Regions from separate parts of the Mus musculus genome. Here region 1 is linked to region 2. A link is a contact called in public HiCAR-type data. All regions are on one chromosome and are shown on one strand. The core of a region is the stretch at or near the end of the contact, and the rest is flanking DNA. Distances in the headings are between cores, read along the strand shown. Region 1 has its middle 4.6 kb from the start of Gm36356. Region 2 overlaps Dock1 (dedicator of cytokinesis 1).

Region 1 (6,189 bases), core at 51-2,550, 610 kb after region 2:
CTGGCCACCATTTGAAACCTCTGTAAAACCCACTCACGTGGTTGTCATTGGCTACAAAGGTGATGGCAGGCAGCTGACAGATCTGGCAAAGCAGTTTCTTGTTGCTTTATTAGTGGAGATGCTACGGGGACACACATCTACACACCATCATAGTATCTGATCACTCACAGTCAACGTCTCGGTAGAAACCCCGAGCTAAGCTCTTTTGGATGATGCCAAAAAGGACTTTGGAGACATCCAGAGTCCTTAAAAATTGGCAGGAGGCTGGAGATGTTCCTGGGGCACAGGGGTGAAGACAGAAGGGAGACCGCCCTCTGCTCTCATGTGCAGAACAAAAACAGGAACGCCAAGTCCGAGCTGTCTTGTCTGGTTTTTGCAGCCTTGTCCTCTTTTTGGTTTTTGGTTTTTTGGTTTTTTGGTTTTTTGGTTTTTGAAGTGTTTTGGGTGAGACACTGAAACTCTAGAGTTGTGATCATGATACAAGATGAAATATGGTTTGACAGATGACAAAATTTGTCCTTTTACTAATTTAGCCTAATTTTTCCTTGCAGCCATATGGTCTCTGACACGGTGAGTGTCACAGGATGCCCAAGGTCTCAGCACAAACAAAGTCACAAAACCACGTCTGTGCATCCGGTGACATGTCTCCTTATTTAAGGCCTCTCTCACACACATATGTCTGAAAGAGCTCAGAAAAATGAATAGGGAGAGGGCTGTCATTTCCCTTGTAGAAGTGACAAGGATATTTGAACATAGCTAACGTAATGATCTAATTGGCTCTAAGGTTAGAAAGTTTGGAGCACCTCAGCCCCTCTGGGCTCTGCAGACTGTCAGGTGGTATCTAGTGTTATTGGTGGCAACACAGCTGGACTGATCTGATTTGGTGACTTATTTTTCTTCTCTAAGTTTGTATGGATGTTCATATGACTACAAATGTGGTGTGTGTGTGTGTGTGTGTGTGTGTGTGTGTGTGTGTGTGTGTGTGTTGGGCGGGCGTGTCCAGGACAGAATAAGCTCAGGTATCATTTTTCATCTGTCTAACTTTTACTGAGACAGGTTTCTCACTGGCCTGAAGCTTGTTAAGTAGGCTAGACTGACGAGCCACTGAGTCCCGGGAATCTGTGTGGGGCTCTGCCTGGCTCCAACTCCCTAACACTAGGTTAGGCCACTACTCCTAACTTTGTGTATGGGTCCTGGGATCAGGCCAAGGTCCTATGCTTGCACGGGAAGCACTTTGCTGAGTCATCTTCTCAGCCCTTGCTTTTGTTTTGTCTACTATTTTGAGTCAGAGTTTTGCTGCGTAGCCAAACCATGCTTCAAATTAGTGGTCCTCCTGCCTCCTCCGCTTTCTGAATGCTGGTATTGTAGATGTGTACCGCCACGCCCGCCGAATTCTGTTTTTCTGTTTAAAGTGATACAACAGGAAAGGCCTTCACCCTCCCTTCCCTTTCTCCTTCTCTCTCTTTGTTAACAAGCTTTTCAAACCCTCAAAGCTGTGCTGGAGAAATGCTGATGAAGTTATCCTGTTGAAATGGCAGGCAGAGCTATCCTTGGACACTTGCCAAAACGCCCCTTCCAAGGGAGAGTCGGTTTGTTCCTTCCCAGGACTCTTTTCTTAGAGGGCAGACGCTGAAGGCAGGCACCCCAGGAAATCCCTCTGGTGGTGTACAGGTGAATGTGCCTCTAGGGTGGAGAGGTCACTGTCGCTTTTGGAATGTAAACACCCTCTTTTAGACTTTAGAGTCTAACTTAAAGGAGGGTATGTAACTTCACTGCAAAGGGAAAGTGGTGTCTTGGTGGTGACAGTCTCTTGGCAGAGCTGTCCTGGCCTCTGGTTGGAAAATACAGCACTAAGGGGTCTGCCCAGTCCACATCTTATAGGAAGAGAAGCAAGCAACAGAGCCAGAGCCAGCGGACCCGCACCACACCAGCGGGGCCTGTGCCACACCAGCGCCTCCCCTTGACTGTCACATGCTCTCTCCTCCTCCCCCTACCTGCCCCAGCAGCCTCTCTGAGAACAGTGCACATGTGGGACACTACCTCTGGGTCTGTTTCAAAGCATCACTCAGCTCATGAACTGTCACCTTCGAAGTGTTCGCATTCATTTCCTAACGCTAAAGATGGTCCCATCATCCTGAAAAAGGACACATTTTAGTGCCCGCCTTTGCCTGCTGAGTATCTCTGCCATTGTCCCCGAGGTCCTTCCCCTGTGACAGGAGGCTGCTGAGAACAGAGTCTGGGCTAAGAAATTTTACTAATACAATGCTCCAGAAAATGGAGATTAGTGCTCTGGAGACCGTGAGGGTCTAAGTGTTCACTTCGTGGGGCTGGAGAGATGGCCCCAGCAGTAATGTGCTTGTTTTGAAAGTAAGATGACCCAACACACAGGTAATAATAATAATAGTAATAGTAATAATAATAACACATCTGGAACCTAGAGCTGGGGAAGCAGAGACAGATGTGTCCAGGGCTTGTTGGTAAGTCAGCCACCCTGTCTCCCAAAACTAATGTGGAGAAATGATTAAGAAAGACATTTGATCTACACACACACACACACACACAGAGAGAGAGAGAGAGAGAGAGAGACAGAGACAGAGACAGAGAGACAGAGACAGACAGACAGACAGACAGACAGACAGATACAAACAGAGACAGAGGCAAAGGCAGACACAGAGACAGAGAGCAAATAACAATTTGCTGCTTACACTTTTCAAACAAATTAGCTGGGATCATCTCAAACATAAAGTAAAATACCTTTAAAATGCCCCCCCCCGGTCTTTTACTCTGTAACAGGAATGTCAGTTTCCCCCCTAAAGATTAGAAGTGAGGGAGGAGAGATTTCAGGTGCAAACAGCACTGTTTCTGTCTCACCCACGCAGCAAAGATAAGCCTATTTCTTGTCAGCCAGGTAGCAGCCTGAGGAGAGAGCATCACAGAACCGTGTGGAGGCTTCAGAGAAGCACCCATCCAGTAGGGACCAACAGGAACAACTGCCTTTTCCAGAACTCACCAGTGACAGATGAAGACAGATGAGGGGGGCTGGCAGGTGTCACTGTGAGCTGATTTAAGGTCTGACAGTGTGGCCTTTCACCAAGCAGCCGGGTAAATCAACGAGCACAGGTCGATAGGGATGTGGGAAAGAATCTCCCCATCTTCGGGAGCCATCTGTCTCTTAAGTGCAGCTGTTCATCGAGTCGGGGAAGAAACCATTCCACAGAGTAAGGCTGAGATTGCTTCACACCCTGATGTGTAACTAAAGTCGCCCCTGAAGGATTAGCAGGGGAAGGAGTTTCCATAAAGCCTGGAGGGTGAAAGGTGGCACTGCCATGCAGATTGCTTTGGTAGACAGCACACCTACTGCCAGTAAGTGTTTTTGTGTGTGCATATGTATGTGTAGTTTGTATGTATTATAAGTGTGTGTGCGCGCGCAAGTGTGGGGGAGCCTTCATGGAGTAGCCAGGAATCAATCTGAGCTGAGGAATCAAGAGTCCCTCCACCTTGAATTTCAAAATAGGGTTTCCCATTGGCCTGGACCTTCCATCTGACTTGCCTGACTCACCAGTGAACCCAGTTACCCACCAGTATCTACCTCGCTGGTGTTGGGTCCATGTATCCGTGTCACCATCTTTTCCACACAGGTACTGGAGATGGAAGGAACCCTGGTCGTCTTGTCTGCATTCCGGGTAAATGTGCCTGAGTTCAAGGTCAGCAGCCCCACTGGTTGACCACGTTCAGGCAAATTGCCCTCAGAAGAGGCCAGAGAACATTGCATTTGCCGGCATGCTCTTCGCAAAAGGCAAAACTCATGCGACTGGCGCCAACGAAGGCCAGTGGCTTTCAAACCAAGAAGGTCAACTGGGAGTGGGACACAAACCCCAGCGTCTGTGCAGTGGTCGTGTGCTGGCCATGAACCCTTGAGAAGGCAAAGGAGAAGAGTGAACTGTGTGAAAAAGATGGTGACACGTATACATGGACCCAACACCAGCGAGGTAGATACTGGTGGGTCATGGGTTCACTGTGAGTCAGGCAAGTCAGATGGAAAGGTCCAGGAGGTAAATTCAAGTATGACCCCTGAGATTCTTCAAGTTTATCTGGCCACATCCTTCCCTGAAGGACGGCCCTGATTCACAGAGCTCTCACCAAGCCGCCTCATCTCCTCCTTTCTCTTCCATTCCTAGATGTCTGTGAAACCTTGTGAGAACAATGTACCTCTTCAGACCTCAGGTTGCCCAGGTGGAAGTGCAGGTAATGACGGCACCTCCTGTGTACAGTTACCGTGACAATGAAGCTCATACTCAAAGTGCCCAGAGCAGCGCTGACAACACCCAAATAAATGTCTTTGCTTCCACTCTTGCTATAACAGGATGCATGAAACTGGGTCACCCGGAAAACACATTTGTTTTGCCTGAGGGTTCTAGAAGGTGGGAAATACGAAGTCAGTCCTTTGCTGAGAGCCTTGTGATGTTTCAGGTCACATGGTACCTCATACAAGAATGTATAATGAGGAAACCTAGACAGTGGACAGACAGACACACAGACACACACACATACACACATTCATGACAACTCTCTTTCTCTCAGGACAATAAACCCTTCCCACAATAATTCATTCAACCCTGTGTGTGGAACTCAGTACCATCATGGGGTCCCTGTGACCCAAGTATTCCCACAAGGTCTTCTAGCACGGCCAGAGCAAGGACCAGTTTCAACCTGAGTGTCCAATGAGGCACCCACCCCATGTCACACAGCAGGGTGGTGTGATTATCTCTGGTTGACACTTTTTATGCATTGACAAGAGAGCTGGTTGGGGGTGGGTGCTAGATGAGACAGAACGAACCTGCCTGGAATCACAGTCCTGGCAAGCAGGAAGCCAAGCCAGGTGTGAGCTCACACACCCTCTGAGGGCTATGTGTACACTGCCTTCCTTCTCTGCCTCAAAGCCCTCATTCCCAGATTCCTGTCATAGGACAGTCTGCAGGCAGGAATAACATCTTTGGACAAACAGCACTGATTTCAAGCCTGTGCTTTTCTTGTAGTCAATCTGCTAGTTTCTGAACACCAATCCACCAGAGGGTAGACTTAGTCACCACCACCACCAGCCACATACCCAGGGGTCTTTCTTTTTTTCTTTCTTTCTTTCTTTCTTTCTTTCTTTCTTTCTTTCTTTCTTTCTTTCTTTCTCTCTCTCTCTCTCTCTCTCTCTCTCTCTCTCTCTCTCTCTCTCTCTCTTTTCTTTCTTTCCCTTCCTTCCTTCCTTCCTTCCTTCCTTAAACCTATCTTTTTTTAAAAAAGATGTATTTATTTACTATGTATACAGTGCTCTGCCTACATGTATGCATGCCTAGACACCAGAAGAGGGCACCAGATCTCATTATAGATGGTTATGAGCTACCATGTGGTTGCTGGGAATTGAACTCAGGACCTCTGGAAGAGCAGACAGTGCTCTTAACCTCTGAGTTCTCTCTCCAGCCCCTTAAGAAAATCTTAAAACCCGGAGGAGTTGCACTGTATAAGGCAAACCTCACTACCAGCGGACTCAAAACAAGCCAGGACATGGTCCCAGGGTTAAAAGAGCTTAACCCACTGGCTCAGAGAGAAAGAGCAGCCTAGGGGCTGGAGACCGGCCCCTTAGTCATTTGACGACATCTCATGCGCCTACAAGAGTTTGAGCTGCTGTTCTCTGGAGAAGCTTCCTTTCTTCTCTCACAGTGACCACTCCACTCTCAGCCTGGGCTGGCAGCCAGATGTGCAGGGAAGCAGAATGGATTTCCAGGCTGCTGGGGCCGAAAGGCAGGCTCTGGGTGTCTTCTAATCTATATTTTCCCCTCGAGGAGCCCCCGGAGAAAGAGATTAGCACTTGGTCCCTGTGGGGTCTGTTTACTGGTAAACTGATCCTTTACATAGCCATACTCTCTTCCCATAACCTTTTAAATATGGAGAAATGCTTGGGTGAAGACAATGGGGGGGTGATGGTGGTAAAGAACCCCAGGTGGCTGGGTCAGGGCTGAGCCTGCCCCTACCTGATACCCTCTGTGCACATCAAGCCTAGGATCTCACTAGAAACAAGTGAGTGGTGGCTTTGCCAGTTCCAAGCTGAACAACCCTTGGGATGGGCAATGCGATCCTATCCTGCCCCACCCACCCCATCAACACCCCAAAGGGCAGTGGAGAGTACCTGCCCCCGTGAAT
Region 2 (5,768 bases), core at 1,449-3,948:
GATGGCAAGGCCTTCTCACCACTTAGCAGGTGCAAATTGTTGTGGTTCACAAGTAAAAGGAACACGTATGGTAGTCCATAGTAACTAACTCACCTCTAAGGGAGAGAAAGTAATATGTGTGTGTGTGTGTGTGTGTGTGTGTGTGTGTGTGGCGCATACACACACACACACACACACACACACACACACACACACACTCAGGCCTTGGGTTTACATGCTGAGATTATTTCTTTTATTGAACAGGAAACTCTCCTCTCAAGAGTTTACTGCCCAGTGCAAAGAAGCATAGTTAATGCCGTCCGTATTTTTGGTGGTCTGTGTGCGTGGACCTGGAGGTGTAGATCATGACTCTTTTGGCCTATGTTCCCAACAGTTACTCGGGACATTGGGTTTCTTCCGTTGAGGCACAGTAGGTTTCTGATGACACAGTGGTGGACAATGCTGTAAGCTACAGTATAGTCTTGGAAGTCTGCCCTAGATCACTGGGTTGGACAGTATGGCCTCTGCCCTTCAGGGCCGTCTGACAAACCTCCTGATCTATCTGGCCGATTTGTCTATCTCTGTTCAGATGTGGAGCTGAAGGCGGAGATAATTTTGTGATGATGGTGTTGCTGGGCCTGGGCCTCTTTCTTAGAGCATCAGCGGAGAGTGATTTGTGTCAAGTCCTTCCTGAGACACCATCTCCCTCTGTCTTCACAATTATAGTCTTCTCTTCTCGATTTTCCCAGCACAGCTTGACACTCATCTGTCAAGCCATCATCATGGCCAATGACTTTTTATCTTCTCAGAGAGGTCAGTGGAGGAAATTTTTCTGCTCTTGGATATCTTGTTTTATTTTTTTTTTGCCCCAGTGTAACCTAGGCTAGTGTGGATCTCATTAAGTAGCTCTGGCAGACTTGAACTCAAAATTGTCCTCTTGTCTTAGCCTCCTGAGTGTTGGTATTACAGATATGAGGCTTCAAGTCCAGCTTAAAATAGTTTTAAACATGACAAACTGTCAGTGGAGTTGCTTCTCACCAAGACACAGAGCATAATAGCCAACTGAAGTTGCTAAGACCTAGTGATGGTTGCTCCCACAGGGGAACCTAACATGGTGGGCAGTACCTCCTTGGCTGAGATGAGTGTGCAGAATTGCCTCCTTCACCCTGAGGTAATACTGACAAATGGAATCCGCACACGCAGTCAGCTCAGAGAACAGTGTAGTCCACTACTGCTTTCCCAGCAGAATAGATAACTGGGACTGTAAGGCCAGGTCTTAGGCTGGGACAACTGTTTTCAGAGCCTAACAACCAGTTCTCATTGAACCATTCAGAGACAGATCCGTGCTGGCCAGTTCACAAAGCTTTCTACTCATTATGTCTTAGCACAGTGGTTAAATCTATAACCCCTTAATGCAGCTCCTCATGTTGGGGTAACCCCCAACCATAATATTATTTTCATTGCTACCTCATAGCTATAGTTTTGTTCTCATTATGAATCATAATGTAAAGAACTGTTTTTTTGTTTTGTTTTGTTTTGTTTTTTCCTCATGGTCTTAGGTGACCCCTGTAAAGGTGTCAAAAGTTACAGGTTGAGGACATCTGCCTTAGAAGCTCTGCCTCTTTTTCTGAGTCACCTTGGAAATTCATGTGACCTCCAAAATGGTGGCAGTCACAGGAGAGTAACTAGATGGACAGGCATAGCTCAGAGCTTGTTCTATGTTGAGTTGGGCACATAGAGGTCATGTGTTCCCAGCAGAAGCTAAAGAGGGCTCAGCTGGAGGTATTCAGTTGGCGCTCTCTGGTAGCGTCCATCATGAACGGCAGGGCTTGGGCATTGTTCACCAAGGGAGCATTTTAGGTACTGGTCTGGAGGGTTGCTGTGCATTAGGTGTCACATACGTCTCAAGGCAGCAGATGTAGTTAAAATGAAGGTGGTTGTAGCTTGTGAACATTGAAGCTCTATAGGAAAGGCATCTGCGGTATGTTGTTGATAGCCCGTTCCAGGGGCCATTTTCTTGTACTGTTTTCCTTGGATAGTCTATCTTTGGCCAGTTCTTACATCTTGAGTGGCAGCATACCTTGGCATATTGGAGTATGTGTCTTAAGCTCAAAAGGGCGTGGTCCTATCAGCAAAACCCTTCTATGGGGTCACTGGAAAGGATTCTGTGGGGAATTAGGATTACGTCTTCCCAACACTGGAGACCCAGGCACAAAGGGCCAACTTCCCAGCTCACACAGCACCCTTGCTATGTGCTGTCCCCTCTGCCCCTGGCTTTCTGCAGGATTCTAGGCAGCTCCTGGTGTCATGTCCAGCAGTGTTGGCCTGTCTTATGCACTACATCTGCACAGTGGTTGATTATTAAAATGTGGTGTCAATAGGGAAGCAAAATATGCATGTTAGATTACCTAGGTTTTCCTTTGTTTGTTTATCTCCATGACCAAATATCTGTCAAGAGTCATCCCAAGGGATTAAGGGATTCTTTTGGCCTGTGTGCCAAAGTCACTGTAGCAGGAACAGCTCTGGCTGCCACTCATCACCACATCACATTTGAACAGAACAGAGAGCAAAAGGCAGCGACTCCGGCCACAGCTGCTTTTTAAATGTTCTCTTTCTTATTCACACCTGGACCAAAACCCATCCTACAGCCCCTCCCATAATCAGAGACAGTCTGCTGTCCTCAGTTAAAGCTCTCTGGAGCAACCCTCAAAGACAATGCAGAGGTATATTGTTGAGGTCATTCTAAAGCCTGACAAGTTGTCAGTGACGATTATTCATCATGTATAGATGCACCGGGCCATTCCTCTTCTGGAATGTGGAATTCCTCCTAGTCTCTGTCTAGGGGGAAGACCCAAGTGGAATCTGGGAATGCCCTGGTTGAGCTATCTATGTGTGTCTCACTGGGAGACCATAGGGCAGAGGGGCTTGTGTTATTTATTTGATTCTTCCTGCCTTGCCCCGGAAGGGACTTCCTCCCACCTCTCCTTAAACTGTTGTTCTTGGGAGAGTTCAGCATGGGCTTTGAGTGCAGAGTGTGTTTCTGAAGGTGTGGAGGAGCTCTTTCATTGTTGTGTGTGATTTCCTTTTCCTTCCGTAAGAAAACTCCTGGAACATTAATGCAAAACATGCTTTTATGTATCATTAATGTCGTAAATTCTAAAATGTACAGTCCTGAAAACCAACTACATCTATTTCCGGTGGCAGAGCTCCGCTGTGCTCACTTGCTTTGCATCTTAAAGGAGGCAAAAATGGCTGCACTGGTGTCGGAACAAGGGGCCACTCATCACCACATCACATTTGAACAGAACAGAGAGCAAAAGGCAGGGAATCCTGGCTCAGCTGCTTTTTAAATGTTCCCTTTCTTATTCACACCTGGACCAAAACCCATCCTACAGCACCTTTCCAAATAGGCAGGCCATTTTGGAAAGTGGATGCTGTCGGGGTTCAGCGAGATTTCCAAACTGGAAGCGGCAGCTAGGAATTTCCTTTCGTCCTTAACCTGAGCCCATGGTGTTCTGCTCTTCATGTTTAAGTCTTGCTGTCTTCCTAACTAAACCACAATGACCTACATCCTCAACTCCCAAGGTTCTCTTCACGGTCCTGTTTCTCTGCCCCTGGCTTCTGTTTTCTCATCCTGCCTCCTCAGCCTACTCCAGAGAGCTTTTCTAAGAAGGAAGGGCCGGGCACCATTGTCCCATCCCTGGGCTGAGCTCTTTAACTTAAGAAGGGTATCCCATATGCTTGCTTTATGAAAAAGCTGGAAATCTGCAGTTAGGAAAGTTTTTGTTGGAGGATGTATTCCTTTTAATGTTGCAATTGAATGCATTGTAGATAAGAGATGCTAGTAGATAACCTATCACATGTGCAACTGTGGGGGGGATGTACATGTGTATATTTTTATGTGACAAGCATGTTAGTGACTTATGTTTACACAGAGACCTGCCAATGCATGCAGGTAACCGTCTGTGAATGATTGACAGCAATGGAAATGGCTTCCTGGCCATCAATCCGTTTGCCCGTGTGGGTGTTCCTTTCCATTCCACACCTTGTGAATCAGACACTCAAGGGGGCTCACAGCTTTCTTGCAGATCTGAGGGATTCCATGGTGTTTCCCACTGACTGACAATCCTATTCTATCCAGACTGCAGAGAGATCCTGCTCCCCATGATGACAGACCAGCTCAAGTACCACCTGGAGAGGCAGGAGGAGCTGGAGGCTTGTTGCCAGCTGCTTAGCAACATCCTGGAGGTGCTATACCGGAAGGATGTGGTGAGTCATGATGTCATGCCATGGACAGCGTCACCTGCCATTGACTAAGCCGGACATATGCTACAAATGTGTTGAAAAAGCAATGGTCTTCACTTTCAGCCTTTCTCTCTGTAGACTTTTACCTTTGAGTTACTTGTACCATATTTACATCGTAGCATTCACCCTTCTGAACTGAAGTCAGTTCTTTGTTTTCCAATGTTTTCTTGCTAAGATGTTTCCCTAGGCCAAAGTTCTCATTCTTCAGGCGAAGGCTTAGCAGGGTGGTTTCCCTTCGTTTTTATAGTGCTTGCATCTATTAAGTGATACATGAAGGAAGCCAACTGTGCCACCTGAAGCTCCCTGCTCTGTTCCCCACAGGTAGAAGCGCCTGGTGCTTCTTGAGCTTCTAAATCTTGTTTTTATTCCAGTGGCATTTTATTTCTCTACTTTGAATCTGGTGCAGGCAGGCATATGAATGTCCCACCCATTCTTTCCCATCACCAGCACACCATGTCTGTTTGTGCAAATGTAAAGTAGACACATAGGTAACGCCACTGATCATTCTGCTGTCTGGCATCAGGACAGAAACACCTTTGTATGTTACTAATAAACGGAGACTGAACCCATGAGCAAGATTGGGGGTGGGCTCCAGTGTGCCCAAGGGTCTCCAGTGTGCCCAAGGTTCCTCAGTATGCCTAGGGTTCCCCTGCCTGTTGGTGCTCTCAGTTCTAGTCAGAATTTTAAGTAAAAAGGGTTTGTTCTGAGCTCTTTCCTGCATGGTCAGGATGCCTTCCTGGTACACACACTCTCACACTCACTCACACACACACATACACACACTCCTGTTTGTTCCTTCCTTTCAGGAGTAAGTCATCCACTCTGAATTTCTTACTTTTTTTCTTGCTTTCACTAAAGACCTGATAAGAGTCAACTAAAGGAGGAGAAGTTAATTGTGGCTCACAGTTCAGAGGCTCTAGGACATTGAGGCAGGGACAGGGGGAACAGGAAGGCTGGGCCAGGGTCTATCTGCAGCTACAGGAAGCTGCTTGCTTCCATTTGGGCAAATCTAGAAGCAAATCTAGAAGAAGGGGGATGGGTGGGTGTTGGTGTTGATGTGACTTTCTTCTTCCCCCCTTTTATTCAGTCCTGGAGGACTCCACCTCGTGAACTACTGCCACCCATACTAGAGTGCGTCTTACCCTCTCAGCTAATCCTCTGTGGAAAGCTAATCAAAGCTTTAGCTTACTAATGCCCTAGGTGTTCCTTAATCCAGTAAAGTCGACAGTGATGATTAGCTGTCCCATTCTGCCTGGTTTGTGCTCAAAGGATCAGATACAACCTCTGCTAGATATTGAGGCACCTTCCTCAGAGGAAGCCCAAGGCTCGGATGTCTTCCCCAGGCCCAGCCCCAGTGCTCCCAGGACAGGCCCTTTGCATTTCTCAGAGGAAAGCCAGGGCCAAGAGGTTGTAGGGCAACTTCAAGAAAGAGCGTTTGACTATGCACAGATTGCTCAGGTGCCTGCCTACTCAAGCCATATGCA

What was found. HiCAR-type assays count read pairs that join an accessible place to other places.
Region 1: a contact with region 2 is called in a HiCAR-type map of embryonic stem cells, with 6 times the contacts expected there. The contact joins two enhancer-like sites. A contact is called at or near these places in 2 of 484 Hi-C or Micro-C datasets (cerebral cortex and pancreatic cancer cells), 2 of 115 datasets of contacts at active chromatin or transcription factors (both in embryonic stem cells) and 1 of 9 other capture datasets (embryonic stem cells).

Annotation. Positions count from the first base shown.
Region 1 is chr7:135,478,206-135,484,394 of GRCm38.p6, forward strand. No RefSeq gene overlaps it. Among named protein-coding and RNA genes, the nearest start is that of Gm36356, 4.6 kb to the right of the region's middle. Within about 2 kb of position 1,301, at least 55 of the 459 cell types and tissues checked have an H3K27ac peak or open chromatin away from gene starts, as enhancers often do. A contact at or near this core is called in embryonic stem cells, where this site is marked.
Region 2 is chr7:134,869,938-134,875,705 of GRCm38.p6, forward strand. Dock1 (dedicator of cytokinesis 1) reads left to right here. Exons shown (of 52, transcript NM_001033420.2): 26 at 4,121-4,248. Among named protein-coding and RNA genes, the nearest start is that of Insyn2a, 66 kb to the right of the region's middle. Within about 2 kb of position 2,699, at least 3 of the 459 cell types and tissues checked have an H3K27ac peak or open chromatin away from gene starts, as enhancers often do. A contact at or near this core is called in embryonic stem cells, where this site is marked.